2 separate regions of the Rattus norvegicus genome follow, and region 1 is linked to region 2. The links are chromatin contacts, called in public Hi-C maps. All regions are on one chromosome and are shown on one strand. Each heading gives the region's core, a stretch centred on a gene start, on an enhancer-like site or on the middle of the called end of the contact. The rest is flanking DNA. Distances are from core to core; before and after follow the strand shown.

What was found. Hi-C and Micro-C count contacts between places; a contact is called where the count stands out from the background.
Region 1: a contact with region 2 is called in a Hi-C map of the A7r5 cell line, with 4 times the contacts expected there. The contact joins the enhancer-like site here to the promoter of Tgfbr2 in region 2. A contact is called at or near these places in 6 of 12 Hi-C or Micro-C datasets (the A7r5 cell line, the Rat2 cell line, liver and 2 more).

Annotation. Positions count from the first base shown.
Region 1 is chr8:124,968,844-124,975,152 of GRCr8, forward strand. LOC120094286 (a long non-coding RNA gene) reads right to left here. Exons shown (of 5, transcript XR_005488544.2): 5 at 1,272-1,713. Among named protein-coding and RNA genes, the nearest start is that of Tgfbr2, 210 kb to the left of the region's middle. Within about 2 kb of position 4,843, at least 30 of the 93 cell types and tissues checked have an H3K27ac peak or open chromatin away from gene starts, as enhancers often do. A contact at or near this core is called in the A7r5 cell line and liver, where this site is marked.
Region 2 is chr8:124,757,194-124,763,531 of GRCr8, forward strand. It overlaps Tgfbr2 (transforming growth factor, beta receptor 2), which reads right to left and starts at 4,276. Exons shown (of 7, transcript NM_031132.4): 1 at 3,827-4,276. The coding sequence starts at 3,920.

The DNA of each region.
Region 1 (6,309 bases), core at 3,593-6,092, 210 kb after region 2:
TCCCACCCATCCCTCTTTCCCTCCCTCTTCCCTCCTCCCTCTCCCTCTCCCTCTCTCTCTCTTTCTCCCTTCCTCCCTCCATTTCTTTCTCCCTCTCATGGTCTATCTTTATCTCCCTCTCCCTTTTTCTCATTTAAGACATGGTCTCTCTGTGTTGACCAGAATGGCCTCAGATACAATCATCAGCGTCTTGGCCCCAGTCTTGTGAGTACAGGGATAACAGGCATGCATGCACCTCATATCTGGAAACCTAGACATTGCCCAGAACCTATCATAGGCTCTGTGCTTTTGCTAAGAAAGCAGATTCACTTAATGTAGACTGTCTACAACTCCCGCTTAAGTCAGGGTCCCAGCTAATGTACGACAAAGTCCTTGTCAGAGATGATGTGCTTAATTTTTAAAACCTAAATTACTATTATTATTTCCACTAGTGGCGATAACTAGTAGGTGCACAGGATTGGGTTTTTTTTCTGAGTTATCTAGTGCTTCATCAGAGCACCGATCTCTCTAGAATTTAGCAGGTAGGCAATGCCAGGATGAAGTCTGACATATCATAGTTGGCTTTCAGGTTTCTTGCTACTCTTCTCTTATGTTGATGAGATTATGATGTATACATTATTTAGATGATATGTGTGTGTGTGTGTGTGTGTGTGTGTGTGTGTGTGAGACACAATACTAGTTTCAAAAAGTGAAATGGGCTGGAGAGACAGCTCAGCAGTTAAGATCACTTACTGCTCTTCCAGAGGACCTAGGATTGATTCTCGGCACCCACATGGTTGCTCACAACCATCTGTGACCCAGTTCTAGGGCATCCGTTTCCGATACCCTTTTCTAACTTCCATAGGCACTGTACTCACGTGCACATGCTCACACAGAGACCCAAGCACATACACATACAAATGACAATTAAAATAGTCAGACAGGCTGCCTGCCACCTCCTCTCTGCCAGCTACTGATTGACAAATCATTAGTCTGCCTTACATCAAGGAGTAAGAGCTAAAGGTGGGATAGGAGAATAGCCATGCAAGAAAAACAATTCAAATGCAAGCCTTACTGTGGAAGAATAAAGTAGGTGCTTTTAGGCTGAAAGGATGGCTGGGCAGTTAAGGGCGCTGGAAGCCCTTCCAGAGGACAGGGATCAGAAAGCAGTACTCACATCTGATGGACCTGTAACTCCGCGTCCAGGGGGTCCGATGCCCTCCTCTTGCCTCCTCAGACACCTGCACACACACACACACTAAAAATAAAGTATCAAAACAACAGCTAGAATGTTTTAAAAATGTTTCATTGTTGCCTACTTTGGAGGCTACAGGTTACCCATTGTTAGCCTGTGTGGTGCACACCTGCAACACCAGTTATCGGAACAGGAAGAGTCAAGGTGGAAGGGAACTGATGACTTCTTTGTTTGTTTGCTCGATTGTCTGTTTGAGTTTTTGTTTTTGTTTTTTTTTTGTTTTTTTTTTTCTCTTAAGTTGGCATTTGGGTTGATCTTAGGACAGCGGGTAAGAACTTGAACATTTTAAACATACTCATTTGGGACATTTTTCTCCAGTGTCTGTGAATTTACACGTTTGGTATGTGGCCTTTGTTTGTCAGGCCACATTTCCACTCCGGCGCTAAGGTTTTCCCACGCTGGCAGCCGCTCCGTGCACAATGTGACTATGAGCTTTGTTGCCAAGGTCTGACCTCCAGTTCCTCCCTTTCTTCCTTTAGCTGAAAAAAAAAGATTTGCATTATTATCTCCCACCCAAGAGTTATTTCAAAAACAACAGTCAAGCAGGCAACCTGAGTTTTAAAAACTGACAAGCTGTTAAGAGCACAAAAGGAACAGAGAGCCCCCGCCCTTTTCTTCCATAAGTAATGCAGCTTCATTATTAGTGTGTAAAAAAGCATTCTGAAAGCTGTTTGTTTAGCTTTGTTTTACATGCATTGGTGTGAGGGCATCAGATCCCCTGCAACTGGAATTGCACACAGTTCTGAGCTGCCATGTGGGTTCTGGGAACAGAACCCTAGTCCCCTGGAAGAGCAACCAGTGCTCTTAACCCCTGAACCATCTCTCTAGCCCTCCTAAAAGTTATAAAAAGAAGAAAAAAGGTCATACATATTATTTTGAGAATAATCCTAAGGGCATCCCTATTTAGACACACTTGCATGAATAAAATCAAATCAGAGGTATCATTTTGTAAACTGTATGCTTCCCACACTTAAGACAAGTGTTTCATGAGCAGGCACAATGGCTCAGTGATTGACGGTGCTTCCAGTGGACTAGAGCTCCGCTCCCAGAACCCACAGCTACTGGGCAACCCACGACTGCCTGTTCCTCCAGCCCCAGGAGAGCTGATGTCCTCTTTGTCCTCTACAGGCTCCTGTATACACATGAACATGCCCACACACAACGCACATATATGTGCATGATCAAGAGTAAAACAAATCTTTAAAATGTTATTATCATCATTATTTGTGGGGTGTGTGTGTGTGTGTGTGTGTGTGTGCGCGCGCACGCACCACAGTGCCTGTGTGAAGGTTCAGAGGACAACCTCATAGAGTCACTTCTCTCCTTCTATCTTTCTTTGGATCCTGAGAGCAAACTCAGGTCATCAGCCTTGTGTGGCTTGTGCTTTTACCTGGAGGGGTCTACCCAGACAAACATCCTGTCCTGTTAAATTAATTAAATTAACCCTTAAATGAAGAAATGTGATAATTCTTCCAAACATGAGTTATTTAACAGCTGAAACCATTGATCCATTACTGCCCTTGTTAAAAACAAAACCTTGTTTATTTTTTCATTTGTTCGTACATTTACTTATTGAGACAGGCTCTCGCTAGGTAGCCTGGGCTGGCCTGGAAGTCAGAATGTTGATGAGACTGACCTTATGCACAGAGATCTGCCCACCTCTGTGCCTCTTAAGTGATGGCAGGCAGGTTCCCTGGACCTGGGGTTGTATACAGGGGGTTGTGAGTTGCCCGATGTGAGTGTTGGGGACCAAACTTGGGTCATCAGTAAGAGCAGGAAGTGTTCTTAATTGCTATGCCGTTTCTCCACCCCCCACTCCCACCCTAGTGAATTGCTGTTCTTGCTCTGACAAATTATTTGACAGAAGAAACTTGAAGGAAGGAAGGAAAGAAGGAAAGAAGAAGGGAGGATGGAAGTAAAGAAGGAAGGAAGTAAAGAAGGAAGGGAAGAAGGGAGGGAAGGAGGAAGGAAGGACGGAAAGAAGGAAAGGAAGGAGGGAAGGAGGGAGGGAAGGAGGGAAGGAGAGAGGGAGGAAAGGACGAAGGGAGGGATGGGTTATTTTGGTTCAGGGGAAGCATGGCCAGAGGACCTTGAGGCAGATGGTCACTTGCATCCAGTCAGGTAGCAAGGAGATATGAACTCTTCTGCTCAGTTCAAGTTCTCTTTTTATTTGTCCAGGCTTTCAAGCCAGGGGACAGTGCCACCCTCACTCATGGGGGGGGGGTCTTTGCTACTCAGCCAAATCTCTCTGGAAACTTCCTCTTAGGCACACCTAGAGGTGTGTCTCCTAGGTGACTCCAAACCCTGTCGGGTTGACAGTGAACATCTTCCATCGCACGTGTCCATCACAGAGTGTGCACCACATTTCCTTGTAGGCTCTTCATTGCCCGGGACAATGTCCTTCAAAAGATACATCCTACTGCAAGCTGTGGGATTTTCTAAAGAGGAACCAAGAGAAGGTTTGCTATTCAGTGAGCAAACTGTAAGGAGAGAAAGGCTACAAGACCAGGACTTGGATCTGGTGGGGACAGAACAGTGATGTCTGGTCTGATTGTTAGAGCATTCACAGGGCAGGGCTCAAGCAAGTCCAATGGAAAGGGCCACAGCAAATGGAGAGCCACCACACTGAGAGGGCACAAAATCACAAGGGATGGGGAGCAGCCTTGTGAGTGTCAGTAGCACTTGGGTGGGGCACTTGGCAAATCCGTCCTCGGATCTTAAATCTTTTTTAAAAGTTGGGCTAAGATTGTGAACCTCAACCTACAAGGTAGGATCCCTGGTTTGTCCCTGAGGAGAGAATTGCTTGAGTAACCTTGGGTTTAAAAGAGTCTATTTGGGGTAGCGTATTTGTTTATTATTTAGAGTCTCAGGTAGTCCAAGCTGGGCTTGACCTTGATACATAGTAGATTATATATTCTGATTTCAGGCTGCCACCTCCTCTACTCCTTCTGGCGTTCTGGGATGATAGACATGTGCCGGTGTGCCGGCTTTACGTGGTGTCTCCATTGCTCTGCAACCCTGGCCCCTTACTCAGGACAGGGAACCTTCAGGCGTGGCCCCAGAGCCAGAATGCCAGCATCATCTTGGGCGTTCCTCTGCTATGCAAATTCCCAGGCCACATTCCAGCCCAGAAATGCACTCAATCAGAAACACAGCGTCTGTTTTCAGTGAGCCTCCAGGTGATGGTGATTGGCACGCACACTCACGGACCAGTGGACCGCAGAGGAGGGAGGCATGCCTTTCCCATGAGTCACCTGATAGGGCTTGGATTTATTGCCTTCAGGTGTTTTAAGTCAAGGGTAATTCAGCCAGTGGCATGTTAACACATTGCCCACAGCATAAAGAGAGAGTAAAATGTATTCCTCCACACAAAGCACATAACTAGAGCGGTTTCCTCCTTCTTGGCTGCATTCCATGCAAGTGATACAAAACGAACGCTGACCTCAACTATTTTCTAAGAAATTAAATAGGGGAAAACAACAAACCCACGGGTTCCACCTATCCCCAGACACCACTATTTCTAACTGGCTGAGTGCTGGTGCTCTGGAAGCATGTGATGTCCTCGTGCCAGCTCCGCTTTAGATTTCCGCGCAGGGCTGTCTCTCCGAGAGTTCTTGATGGAGTCTGCATGAGCTGCTGGCAGGAGTCAAACACAGGAATGCTGGCTCTGCGTTGTGCTGGCCAGGCTTGGCAGGAGACCTTTCTTTAGGTTCTGCTGAATTAGTTACTTTTCTCAGTGTGGTCAAAAACAGGAGAAAAGGCAGCTTAAAGGAGAACCAGTTTATGTTGCTTCGTGGCTTAAGGGGTGGGCGTGGGGGTGGGGTGGCGGTGGAGGGGCAGTATTCCAGGTGGGGAACACAAGGAGGCCGGAGCATGGTCCATTAGGCTGTAGTTAGGGAGCAGAGAATGAAGTGAGGCCGGAAGTGCTTTCATAAAACCTCAAGCCAGCCTACAGTAACCCACTTCCTCCACTGAGGCTTCAGGTTCCACAACTCTCCCAAAGAGCGCCACCAGCTGGGGCCAAGTGTTCCAACACAGGAGCCTAGGAGACGCGTCTCATTCAACCATCACAAACTCTAAATGTGCTCGCAGTGTGCAAGCCGGGGCTCTAGGCCTAGTGCTTCTGAGAAGATGGAGAAGGCACGGCACGCTAAGCCAGTGCCTCTGCTCCCCCAGAGGGATTCCCTCGACACTCCGGTTTCAGTAAAATTACAATCCCCGCGAGCTCTGCTTTTCCGACACCTTCTCTTGTTTCATAGACTACTTATAAGTACAATCAAACACCCCTAGTACCTGAAGGAAGGCATAAGCCGTAAAGAACCACCCTTGTTTTCTTTGCCAGGAAATACCACCGAGCTTCCTCGATCCTTTCCAGAGGTGGGCCACACATCACATTCCTTACTGGCCATCTGGAACAGTGGGAACCTTGCAACTGTGGAGAAGTCAGCCACGCCCACGTTTCCAAGCACATCCTTAGACCCAAAGCAGAAGCCACGGGATTACCCAAGAATCAGCTCTGAGGCTCTGAACAGACCACCCAGCTCTCTTTACACATAGTGCTGTAGAGGACTGCTGTGGGTGTTTTCTAGTTCTTCCAATATGGAAGTATATTAGATATACTAGATAATATAGTATAATATATATAATAATCCATATAGAGCTATTGTGGGTTTGTAAAATGTGTTACATTACTGATCCTAGATCAAGGATTGTGAACTCTGGTATTATGTTAATTTTCTATTGCTGTCCAAACAAGCAAACAAACAAACAAACATCTAAGGAAAGCCCAGTAATATTGCTCAATGAGTAAAGGCGCTTGCTGCCAAGACTGACCACCAGATCTGGTCTCCTAGCTCTCAAAGTTGCTTTCTGACCTCCACACACATTCTATGGAATGCACAGGCACACACACACTCATACAGACACAAACACTCACACACACACACACACACACACACACACACACACACACACACACTTCACTTTCTTCTTGCTAGGAGCTCACTGGGCAGCTATCTGATGCTCATCCTGAAACTGTAGCAACCATCCCTCCAGAGCCCCAGGTTCTGTACGAG
Region 2 (6,338 bases), core at 3,026-5,525:
GCAGAGATAGTGAAGTAAGACGCAGCAAGGAGAAACTCACACAGAGGCCCTGAGAAGGAAATATCCAATGTGCACCCCTTCTTGGTACACTCAACAAAGCATGGGGGGTTTAGGGTATGGGGACTAGAGCAACCAAACAGGACCTAACAATGTTCTAAGCCCCAATGTGTTCTGTGCTCTGTCTGAGCTCGAAGAAACAAAATGAGAAAGAACGGGCCTGTGGCACTTATCTGAGGTACAGTTCTCTGAATCTATATATTCCCACAGATGGGGATATTCAGTAAATACCCTTGAGAAGGAAGAATAACAAGGCAGTTTGGAAGGTAACATTAGTAAGTTTCCATTATTGATTGGGAAAATAGAATTGTTCTCAGGGGCAGAGAACCTGAATTCGGTTCCCAACACCTACACAGGGCTGCTTAACACCATCTGTAACCCGAACTCAGGACCCCTGCATACACTACTCTCCTACACACACCCACAGCTGCCACACACAACAAAATAATAAAACTGAACTTTGAAATAGTTATTCATAAATGTAAGGAAAACCGTCAAGAAGGCCGGTTGAGGGCAGAAAGAGGATGAAACAGGAGGTGTGGACACCACTGAGGACCTAGGGAGGGTGGGCTTTTAATAAGGAGTCCTCAACGTGGGTTGCTAAATCAAAACAGAGGCAGCAAATTATAGCCCTGGTTAGCATTTTCTGCATAATCCACTTGTTAAAAACAAGATGTTATTAAAGGAAGTGCCCTGGGGCTGAAAATGCACCTAATGGTGGGTAGGCCCAAAGGATTAAAGTACTAAAGATTTTTGGTTCGGGACCTGGACAGGTATGAGGACATCCTTAAAAAGCCTGTATGGATCCGTGGTCCCTGTGATGCGAGGAGCATGGTTTAGCCCTCCGTGAGGACTCTTCCGTAGGCATCTAAAAAGTCCAAACCACGTTTTTTGAAGTCTGATGTGTCCAGGGTACATTTTTCCCTAGGCGTCACTCCTGATCTTTGAGCACTTAGAAGCATGAACTTACTACATCAGAAATAAGTATTTTAATTTGTGAGGCCTGCAGGAGGGACCCAGCAGGTAAGCTCCAAGATCTGAGTTCTTGGGTCTTGCATACAGAGGAAGAGAACCAACTACCATAGAACCACAGTTGTCCCTTGATTCCTCCACACAGAAGTGCGCGCACACATACACACGCGCGCGTGCACAAAATAAGTACATACATTTTAAAATTAAAATTTATCTACATTTCTTGTCAGCTGGGGAGATGGCTCAGTTCATAAAGCACTTGTCATGCAAGTATGGGGACCTGAAATCAGATCCCCAGCGCCCACATAAATGGCCAGAAGGATGTGTTGGTGACCTCTAGTGCCAGCACCCAGGAGGCAGACTCTGGGGTTCTCCAAGACAAGCTGGTTAGCAGGACAAACCCACGCAGTGCACTGTGGGTTCAACTAGAATCCTTGCACCATCTAAGAAGCCTGCCTGAGTAAATGAAGTGGAACAACTGAAGACCACCCTCTCTCTGTCAACCTCCAGCCTCCACACCCATGAGCACCCTCTGTCAACCTGCAGCCTCCACACCCATGAGCACCCTCTGTCAACCTCCAGCCTCCACACCCATGAGCACCCAAGGGTGTGCCCACCCTAGTCCAGTACTCATGTACAGCACCCTCAGAGAAACATGAGGAAAAGAAGTTTTAAATAATTTTCTTTAGTGTGAATTTCTCTTACACTGAAATCGCTTGTTCACTTGCCAGGCTGGTCAGCATGAGATATTTGTTTGTTTAGGACTGACTAGGGCTTTGTAAAGAATCCTCCTTCCTTCTCATTGTCTCTTGCATTAAAGTTATCTTGAGAAACATTCTCACAGTTTACCACTATGTCAGAGAAATCCCAATACCCTTTTCTTCTCTGGAAACTGAAAAGGCAAGTGGAATTCCACACATCCTTTCCCTGGGACCAACTTTAAACCATCTTTAAAGACTTTGATCCACATGGGTACAACTCAAAATGAACTGTCCAAACATTCTGGAATAGCAATTCCATAAAATGTTTAAAAAGAAAAAACTCTCTGTTTTATAAAATCATTTAAAGCCCAAATTAACAAGACCCACCAAGCCCATCAGCTAATTGTTTAAAACTGTGTATAAATGACCCACAAGCTACAGAGCCTGGAACTCGAAAATCGCAAATCTCACTCTTGTAAACAAAACTCAAACTGGGGCCTCTGGACTTTGGTTCTTCCCGAGCTAAAACAAATGTTTTATGTACACAAAAAGAAGGGTGTTCTTTCGGATGGTCTTCAGCAAAACGCGGCAGTTTTTCTTTTAATTTTTTTCTTCCTGCGTGTGTTTATGTGTGTTCGGGGTAGGGTCTGTGTGCATGGGAAGGGGCAGGGGAGGACACCAAGTGCCCTCTGTCACTCTCCATGGAGTCTCTCTCTGAACCTAGAGCTAGCTTGGCATCTAGAAATTTCCAAAGGGTCTTCAGTCTTCTCTCACTACCACTGGGCTGGCGATGAACCACGCCCAACTTTGCATACGGACCCTGGGGGGTTTGAACTCAGGTCCTCAAGCTTGCACAGCAAATGCTCTTACCAGCCGGGCCAAATCTCCCAGCCCAGTTTTAAGAGGCTGGAGTAACATCAGAAACAGTTGGGCTTTCTGGAGCTGCCCTTTAACGGAAACCAACGACACGAAAGCAGAGTTTATGAAACGACTAAGACCCTGGTGGGATTTTTGTTGTTTTCCTTTATCGGACTCTTCCCTGAGATGGTCCGCTCCTGTTTGCAATATGATCCAAAACCGTTAAATCACTCCAACTACTGACATCTTCAAAGCCCTCCCTCGAACCCCACCTCCGCGCCCGGCAACACGCACACACAGGGCCACCCCATCCTCTGTGTTTCACCCCAAATCCACCCTGGCCACCTCTTAGTCACCAAGGAAGGTCATGGAAAGCCAGTGATGAAAAGAGTGTAAACTTACACAAACTGAACCACTGAGTTATACACAAGGGGAAACCGAGGCCCAGAGCCACGAGATTTGCCCGGATAGTGGTCCTACACAGATAGCAGCAACAATTCTAACTTTAGGGTTAAAATGTCAGACTTTAAACTTCCCAAAAAAGTTCTTAGGAAGGAGCCCTAGTTCTTGCACCACCCCTGCGATGGGACCTGGAGGGCAACCCGGGTTAGGTGTTTCCACTGAACCGCAGCTGCTGAGATCTTTAATTCCAGGCAGTACCCGTGCAGTCCAACACTTAGTAGGCATGCAGCAAATTTTTCTCAGCCATCAACCCGACCACCCTCACTGGGTCCGCATCCCAGCAGGCCAGGAAACAGTGAGGCTAGAGATCAGTTCTTTTCTCTAACTTGTACCCAGTGAGTCGCGGCCCAGAATCCCTCCCGAGGTGGCAGAGCTGAGGGCTGGGAGTCTGGTTTAGTCGCGGTGTCTCGGGCAGTGAGCGGCCCAGGTGTGCAGCAGCTGGGCGGCCAGTCCCCTGCCGATGCTCCTCCAACTTCCAACTTCTTAAACTTCCCTTTCCGGGGATGCAGGCCCCTCGTGGCCGCCCTCGCCTCTCGTGCGCTCACAAAGGGGTCAGGAGCGTCCCCAAGTCCCCCGCAAGTGGACTGTCCTGCTCTTTTGCGAGAGATCTTCCCCGGAACCCCGCGGGCCCGAGCCGACTCGGGCCGCTACAAACTTCCCGTTTCCGCCCTCGCGCCGGGTCCCGCGGCCGACTGTCAGTCGCTGCCCTGGGGGTTGGAGAAGGAGCGAGGAGCCCTAGTGAACCCCCCAGCGTCGCGCCCCGGCCACTCACTCACCCGACTTGGGAACGTGCGGCGGGATCGTGCTGGCGATGCGCGTCCACAGGACGATGTGCAGCGGCCACAGGCCCCGGAGCAGCCCCCGACCCATGGCAGCCCCCGTCGCTCGTCATAGACCGGCCCCTGGGGCGCCGCGAACCGAGCCTCGGGGACCCCGGGCTGCGCCTTTATTCCTCGCCCTCTCAGGATGCCTGCGCCGCCCGGAGCGCGCTGGGCAGAGGTGCGGGCCAGATGTGGCCGGCGATCCCCGGAGCTCGGAGGCCCGGAGGAGGCCCCCGGCGGCCGAGGAGAGCTGCGCAGGAGGCTGGGGCTCCGTCCCCCAGGCGAGCGTGTGCGCGCGCGGGGGGTGTCGTCGGTCGGTGCGCGCGAGTGACTCACTCATCAACTTTACCCGGGCGCCGGGAGGGAAACAGGAAACTCCTCGCCAACAGCTGGGCAGGACCTCTCGCCGCCCAAGAGCCTTCCAGCTCCGGTCCTCTCCTCCAGCTTCCAGCCCTCGCCTTCCTCCGGCCACCAATCAAGGCCGCTGGATTGGACCTTGAGGGACTCTACGAACTTTGAGTTGCCCACTCCCAGCGCTCCCACTCACCCCGACCCTGCTAAGTCCCGGCTCCAAGTTCAAACTCAGAAGTGACTAAGCGCACGTTTCGCAAAACAAGCTAGAAGGTGGTGTAAACCACTTTCCTTGATACCCTCCTCCAAGCATCCCCTACACCTTCTAGGCATTGCTCCCAGGGACTTCATAACTCCGTTGAGACCCAGGAGGGAGCTCTGAAATGTAGCTCCAGAGTCCCGAACACGTGGTTTCCCCTAATAAAATAACGGTAAGCACTTCATGAGAACTTAGTTTCAGTTTTATGGACATGCATGCGTGATTACGTTTGTAAAGGACTGTTTCTTACTGTGGAACAAAAGTCCAGGGGCTTGTCTCCGAGTTTAGTGTGCGAATTAATCACTCTGGGCTAGGAAGTTAGCTAACCTGCAGGTTCTGGTTTAGTAGGTCTGAACCGGCAGCGTCTGCATTTCTAATGAGCACCTGGGTAGAGCCTCGGATTGGAAGGACCATTTCCTGGGCGTGGTCTGCTGGGTAAAGCCAAATAGTTGGCCCTGTGATCGCGGTAGGGCTGGTATTTTCAGGGTGTTGCCTGTCAGAAACTAAAGAAATAAAAGTGTTTTGGGGACCAGGCTGGGATGGCGCACGTGGGCGGGACTCTACGAGTTCGGGGCCAGCCTCGTCTACAGAGTGAGTTCTATGGCAGCTAAAGCTATACTGTCCTGGAAAACCAAAAATAAAATGAATAAAAAATAAAATAAAAAGTGTCTTAGGTTGGGGGGTTCTGCTTTCTGTTTTCCAATGATCAATCTTTGATAATTCAGGTAAGGACAGAAAATACGTGGCTGAAGGTAGAAAGGCTATCAGTAGGAAGACCCATCAAAATTTTCATTCTTTCTGGTGTGACCACATTTTCCAGAGACAATCTCTGTGGTGTATGTGTGTGTGCGTGCATGTGTGCATGCATGTGCATGTGCGTGAGCGTGTGTGTGTGCGTGTGTGTGTGTGCATATGCATGTGCATGTAGGTTTGGGTGTGTGGGTGTGCGCGTGTGCATGTGTGAACCTGTCTGTGTGGGGCACGTGGAGGCCGTAAGTTCACATCCCATGTGTACCTCAATCACCTCACCTGATTTGTTTTTAAGGGTTTATTTTATTTGATGTGTGAGTACCTTGCCTTCATGTCTGCATGTGCATCACATGCACGCCTGTTGCAGAAGAGACTATGAGAGGACATAGAGTCTTCTGGAACGAGAGTCACCGAAGGCGGCACTAGCCACGTGTCCAGGAGGTGACTTTGTGAGTCCTGGGAACTGAATCTGGGTCTCTGTAGAAACAGCAAGTGCTCTGAATTGCTGAGCCAGCTCTCCAGCCCCTTGACTCGCATGAGTTTCCCATGGATCCTGGAGATGGAAGATTGGCCTGACCAGCTGGTCAACAACCCAGACATCCTCCTGCCTCTGCTTCCCCAGCACTGGGGTCTCAGCTGCATCTGTGCCAGCTGTGTGTGTGTGTGTGTGTGTGTGTGTGTGTGTGTGTGTGTATCACTGTGCACAAGTGAGTGTGGGTGCACACATACATGGAAGCCAGAGGATACCCAGAGTCCTCTCTGTCACTACCTGCCTTATTTATTTGAGACAAGGTCTCTCACTGAACCTAAAACCAGGATGGTGACCAGCAAGCTCCAATGATTCTCCTGTCTCTGCTCCACAACACTGGAGCTATGGGCACACATGAAGCAAATGGTGGGCTTTCTGTGTGGGTGGTGGGACCTGAACTCGGGTCCTCGTGGTTGTGCAGCAAGCACTTTACACACCAAGCTCTCTCCTGCCCCCCAACCCAGTTTCCTATGCAGGGTCTGGAGGTGGGGTCTCCACATATGTGGCAATCACTTTATCTGAGCCATAGTCCCAGCCCCTGTTCTGCGGTTTATTAATGTAATCTCCATTCTCTGTCA